Linked DNA regions of Sus scrofa: region 1 is linked to region 2. The links are chromatin contacts, called in public Hi-C maps. All regions are on one chromosome and are shown on one strand. Each heading gives the region's core, a stretch centred on a gene start, on an enhancer-like site or on the middle of the called end of the contact. The rest is flanking DNA. Distances are from core to core; before and after follow the strand shown. Region 1 overlaps COL18A1 (collagen alpha-1(XVIII) chain). Region 2 has its middle 12 kb from the start of POFUT2.

What was found. A called contact is a pair of places that touch in the nucleus more often than the background predicts.
Region 1: a contact with region 2 is called in a Hi-C map of omental adipose tissue, with 4 times the contacts expected there. The contact joins two enhancer-like sites. A contact is called at or near these places in 13 of 47 Hi-C or Micro-C datasets (adipose tissue, embryonic fibroblasts, epiblast stem cells and 8 more) and 1 of 2 datasets of contacts at active chromatin or transcription factors (skeletal muscle).

The regions. Positions count from the first base shown.
Region 1 is chr13:207,923,698-207,926,469 of Sscrofa11.1, reverse strand. The region is part of intron 2 of COL18A1 (collagen alpha-1(XVIII) chain); the gene reads right to left. Among named protein-coding and RNA genes, the nearest start is that of COL18A1, 17 kb to the right of the region's middle. Within about 2 kb of position 1,354, at least 20 of the 83 cell types and tissues checked have an H3K27ac peak or open chromatin away from gene starts, as enhancers often do. A contact at or near this core is called in omental adipose tissue, where this site is marked.
Region 2 is chr13:207,829,090-207,831,813 of Sscrofa11.1, reverse strand. No RefSeq gene overlaps it. Among named protein-coding and RNA genes, the nearest start is that of POFUT2, 12 kb to the right of the region's middle. Within about 2 kb of position 1,308, at least 23 of the 83 cell types and tissues checked have an H3K27ac peak or open chromatin away from gene starts, as enhancers often do. A contact at or near this core is called in omental adipose tissue, where this site is marked.

The DNA of each region.
Region 1 (2,772 bases), core at 105-2,604, 95 kb before region 2:
TACAAAAGACAGGGCTTTTCCCTCATTCGAAAGATGGAACACCGCGCCCCCGTCCCCTCAGCCGCGCTTCCTACTGACATGGGACAAGCGCAGCCTGCGTCTGTCTCCACGTTCTGCTCCGAGCCCCGGAAGGTCAGAAGAAATCAAAGAGTCTGTGACCCCTTTCAAAACGAAACTGCTGTTATTTTCTTTGGCTAAACTGTTCAGTCAAGTTTCAAAGAGGATTAACATCTGTGCTCGCTGCTGTTTTTCTCTAGAACCTTCTGGCCTTTTCTCATGCGGTCGTTGCGGGAGGGGGCCGGGCCCGCGGGGGCTTCTTGGGAGCCCATCACTGCACATCGGACTCCGCTCTGGAGGTGGGGCGGGGGCCGAGGGGCCAGGCCAGCCTGTGCAGTTTCCACCCACAGAGCGGTGGGAGGGCGACACTGCATCCGTGGGCGGGGGGCACCTGAGCCGGCCCTGCATCACGTCCTCACACCTCTCAGCACGGAGCCCGGGCGTGGGGGGGTGGTCACAGGCGACCTGCTCCGGGGCCCGTGGGGAAGGATGCAGCCCAGGAGCCTGGAGGCGGCTGCAGCGGACCCTGGGGGAGCCCCCCTGGGAGAGCCCACCTAGGGAGCCCTCAGGCAGGCAGCTCTCGGCCAGGCTCATAAGAGGGGCCTCCCCAGAGTCCTGGCGCCAGCCTGCCTGCCCGTCCCTGGGGCTCCAGCCCCGCAGGACATCCCTGTGGTCGTGTCCCCCGGGCCAGGGCGAGAAGCAGAGCAGGCCCCTGGGCCCTTGGTAGCCTTTGTTCCACTCGACCCTGAGAGCAACGTGCCGGGACCGGTGGGTCCCCAAGGCCTCTGTCCGTGCCTCCTGCCGGGCCCCACAGGGCCAGCCGGGCCCCACGTGGGCGGCTCTCCCCTCCCCTTCCTCCAAAGTCCACCCCAGCCCTGGCCCTGCAGGCGCTGCCCTAGTCCTGGGCCAGGGTCCGAAAGAGTCTCTAGTAACAGACACTGAAGCTCAGGGGCAGCCGGGGACCCCGTGGGGATCTCGGCGAGAATCCTGTCGGCTTCAGCCAGGTGCCCAGCCAACTCCTGGGGCCCTGAGAACATGGCCAGCCTGGGAACCCCCATCAGAATGGGCCTCCTCCCGCACCCGTGCCATCCCCACCTGGCCTCCACGGCGCAGTGGGTCCCTCCCCGCCCCCAGGCCACGGCAGAATGGGTCGCTGCATGTGTGCAGCAGGCGCTGGGGGGGCTGTGAACGCCCCCAGCCCTGGGCCCCAGCAAGAGCTCTGCTCTGTCTCAGGCCCCCCTCCCAGGCTGCCTGACAGCCCAGATAAGCTGCTGCGAATGGAATGTGACCTCCCTCTGGGGTGTCAGGCCCCAGCTTTGCAAATAAATCACCTGGAAGACAAATGACAGTGCCTGACAGTCCCCGGGTCCCTGCGGGTCCACTCGGTCCCGTCTGTTCCTCTGATCCCTGCCTTGGTCCCCATGCCGCCCGGCTGACCCACTGGGTGGGTGACCGGGCGGCAGAGCCTCGTGACCCCGGCTTCCAGAGCCAGCCAGTGTCCGCTGACCTGCCGCCTCGTCGAAAGGGCCGGGCTGGGGCCTCTGCCTGAGGCCATAAAAGTTCTCCCCATGTGGTCTCTGCCTAGAAGTAAAAGCAAATTCACCCGCCAGAGCACGAGACCTGAGGCCAGGACCGCGTCTCCGCATTCCTGGGCTTCCAGCCGCGCAGGCAGCCACCCACCCACTGTCTCCATCTGCCTTTGTAACCGGACCCGGGGTCACCAGGAGCGCCCCGGCCTGCCCCTTCTGCACCTGGCACAGGCCCCAGTGCCCCTCCCCAGCACCCAGGCAGGTGGCTGCCTGCCCTGAGGGGGAGCAGAGAGACCAGAGTTCCACCTGCTCAGAACTCTAGCCCATACCCCGCTTCATGGCCACAGTGCTCCCTGCACGTGGCAGCTGCCTGGACGCGACAAGCAGGGTGGCAGGGCCCTCTTTAGGATCAGGGAGGGGACGGGGGGTGGCTGTCGGGGGGGGGTCACAGGCAGCCTCCCGGGGCCAGGCCCTGGGAGAAGGGGAGGGGGCACCAGCAGCAGAGGCCACAAAGCCGTGGTGACACGGCTCACAAAAGACTGCGGATGGGGGAACCAGGCCAGTGGGTAGAGACACCCAGCAGTGCATCAGGCTGGACAGATGCCGTGGGTGGGGCTCTGCGATGCACCTGCCCCTGTCCTCGGCCGCCTCACCAGGCGGAGGATCCTGGGGGACCGCTCGGGGCCAGGTCCTCGGCTCAGAGCCTAAAGCAGAGGAAGGTGCTCCAGCCCATCCGGGGACAGGAGGGGAGAAGAGGAGCCTCCCCGGAGGCAGCTCCAGCCCGCAGAGTCTGCTGTGGGCGCAGAGGCTGCACAAACGAGTGGACGGGGGGCGCCGTGAACGAACAGACCCCCGGGCCGGCCCCGCATGCCAGGAGCCTCCTGCCAGCCCGCTCTGCCTTCGTCCCGCACAGCCACCATCCTTCCCCCGAGTGCGGCGTGAGCAGAGAGCAGCGCCCTCCATTCCGGCCGAGGGTCAGCAGACAGGCCGCTGCCCGGGATGCTGGTCACACCCCTTCCCGCAGGACTCCGACGACGAGGACCTTGGGATACGACGGGGGACCACGTTTAGGGAAAGCCACAGCCCGAGTCCAGAGACGGCGCGGCTTCAGAGAGAATGTCTCTTCCAAGCGAAAGGACCTCCCCGGAGCATCAGGAAGCCATTGAAATAAGCCAGGAAGCACAGA
Region 2 (2,724 bases), core at 59-2,558:
CCCCTTCCACGAAGCGGACACGGACGGCGGCCGGGATGTTGCAAGCCCTTCACAGGCCCCCGATTTCCATCCCCAGGTGATCCTTGCCCAGGTTTATGCAGCCCTGTTTCAGCAGGTGGCTCCGAGCCCCTGTGGTTACGGTTCCCGTGTGCGACCTGGGACACCCACGACCTCAGCCCCCCCACCTGCAGCCGTGTGGGGACGGAGGAGCCGCGCGAGAACCTGCCAGGGCCCTCAGGAGCTCAGTCACTTTCCGGCCCGGCTTCCGAGGGAAACCCAGCAGGAGCCCATAACCGGGTCGTCTACCCGGGAGCCCCTCCACCCAGCGGCCTGGCCAGTGAGGCCCAGAAGGCGCCCTTGACTCGGCGTCTGCTGGTGGCTGTTTTGGCAGAAGGCAGCGTGGCCGGGGTGGACTGGGGGCCCTCTGTCTCTTCAGCTCGGGCTGCTGCGCAAATACCCCAGGCTGGAGACTCACACGACAGAAACTCACTTTCTCCCAGTCCTGGGGGCTGGACGTCTGCGGTCAGGCATCTCGGGCGGCTCTTGCCAAGGCCCCTCCTGGCCGGGTGGTCGGCCGTCTCCTCCTCCAGGTGCTGAGGGTCCCAGCATCGGTGTGGGCATCTGGGAGACAAAACCCAGCCTGCAGCACGTTCTCAGAGATTCTGTCCCTGAACATGGCTAGCGGGCGTTGACCCTTGCCAGGACAGGCCACCCCCGGCCCTGCCAGCTCCAGGCACCCTGGACCATCTGTCCTCAGCCGGCACTCTGGCTGCAGAGCCCCTCACCCTCCCCGGCTCCCTGGGGCAGGACACAGGGGACTTTTGCAGGGCTCAGGGACCCCAAGACGGCAGGGAGGGAGGGCCTCCCTCTCCACGGGGCTCCCGGGATGGACACCAAGGCGGGACCTGCGTGGGCACCTCTGTGGACGCGCCTACTGCTCACGCATCAGCACTGCCACCTCCCGCTCAGGTCGGGGCGGGTCCTCGCAGGCGGGTGTGCCCTGGGCTGCTGCTCTCGCCCACGGCCCCGGCACCAGCGGGCACCCGTCTCAGGATCTGCAGGCTGGGCCCGGCCTCTCCTCACGGCCTGTGGCTGCGACCAGGTGGCACAGCCTGGAGCTGGGCCCCAGGGCTCCGCGCACGGCAGCTGCTGCCCCTTGGCCTCAAGCACGTCTGGGGGAGGCGCCAGGCTCAGAGGAACAGCAGGAAGAGCCGTGCCGCTGCCAGACGCCACTGCACAGGCTGATGGATTCCCCACGCGTCTCGGGACCACGAGGACACGTCCGGCCTCGGCCCACAGGCCCGGCTTGGCCGCCCGGCCCTGATCAGAGCGATAACGGCCTCCCCTGGGGCAGTGCAGCGCCTGTCCACGCTCCGGGTATGAGGCCAGCGCCCCAGGACGGTCCCCAGGGCCACATCACAGCACTGGGTGAGGCTGGGGGACAGCTCTGGGCCAAGCGCCGAAGTGCTTCCTCCGGGGCGGGGGTGGGGGGTGGCTGCTGAGCCGCGCGTTGGCGGATAAAGCACCGGGACCACTTCCAGCCCCTCCTCCAGCCCTTCCCGGGCTGTCCGTCGGGAGGCCTGCTCTTTAAAATTCCAACATCTCCAAGTAAATATTTTCACTGTTAAGTGCAGGCGGTGCTGGTAGGTGTATTAGAATTCACGTTGAAATCCCAAGTTCCCACATTCCCCCACCCATCAGAGTCCTGTGTTTTTTCCCCTCCCACCCCAAAATATTTCTGTCCCTTCTCCTTGGCAGAAATCAAGTCAGGCCCTGGTTACGTCTGCAAGGCAGACAGGGAGGTGCCGGGCGCACGCTGGCTGGGTGGCTTTGAGTGGCTTATCCAGATAGTGCCCCAGCTATGGGGGGTTCATGGCCCCTAGGCACTTGGCTGGGCAGCACCGGGCAGCACCTATAGTGGGTCCGGGTGGGCTAAAGGCTGCTGGGAGCAGCAGGGCCCAGAGGAAGGTGGACTGAGCCTGTCCCATCTCGGCAGCCTTGTCCCCAGAAGCCCAAAGGCAGAGGGGGCTCCGGGTGGCCTCCCACCCGGCACACAGGACTTGGGCTCCAGCCCAGTTCCAGGTGGGGACCTGCTGGCTTGATCCCACCTCCGGGCACAGGTTGGGAAGACAGGCCTGGAGAAGGTAAATAACCAGCCCCCGAGGCAGACTCAGGACCAAATCGGGCCCCCTGACCACACCTGGTGCCTGGCTGGTGCCGAGCCACCCAGACCTGAAGACGTCATTCTGATGGGTCAGCCAGCGACGGCTCGGCGGTCCAAGGATGCTCTGACCAGGAGGCCAGCGTGGTCCCCACGGAAGGGGGTGGGCGGGGCAGGCTGACCTGGTGCAGTCCCCAGGGTCCTTGGAGGGGTGCCCCCCAGGCTGTGGGACAGGGAACAGAGTGAGGGGTCTCTGGGAGGCAGGATCCAGAGGAACGGGAGGAAGTAGCAAAGGGACCAGGGCCAAGGAGGCCGTGCAGGGCGTCTGGGGGGATGGCCCCCGGGACAGGGCTGGGGTGCTCACGGGGGGCCTCAGCTGTGGCGGGGAGCAGTGTTCAGCTGGGCCTGGGCGGGGAGGGGGGGAGCCAGGCGGTGGGAGGTGGATGAATTCAGGCAGAAGGAGGGGAGGGGGGGCCGGATGTGGCCTCAGGGGTCTGCTCTGGGGGAACAGGGCAGGCTAGATGCCTGGGGTGAATTTCCCGGCAGAGAAGCCTCCCAGGGCG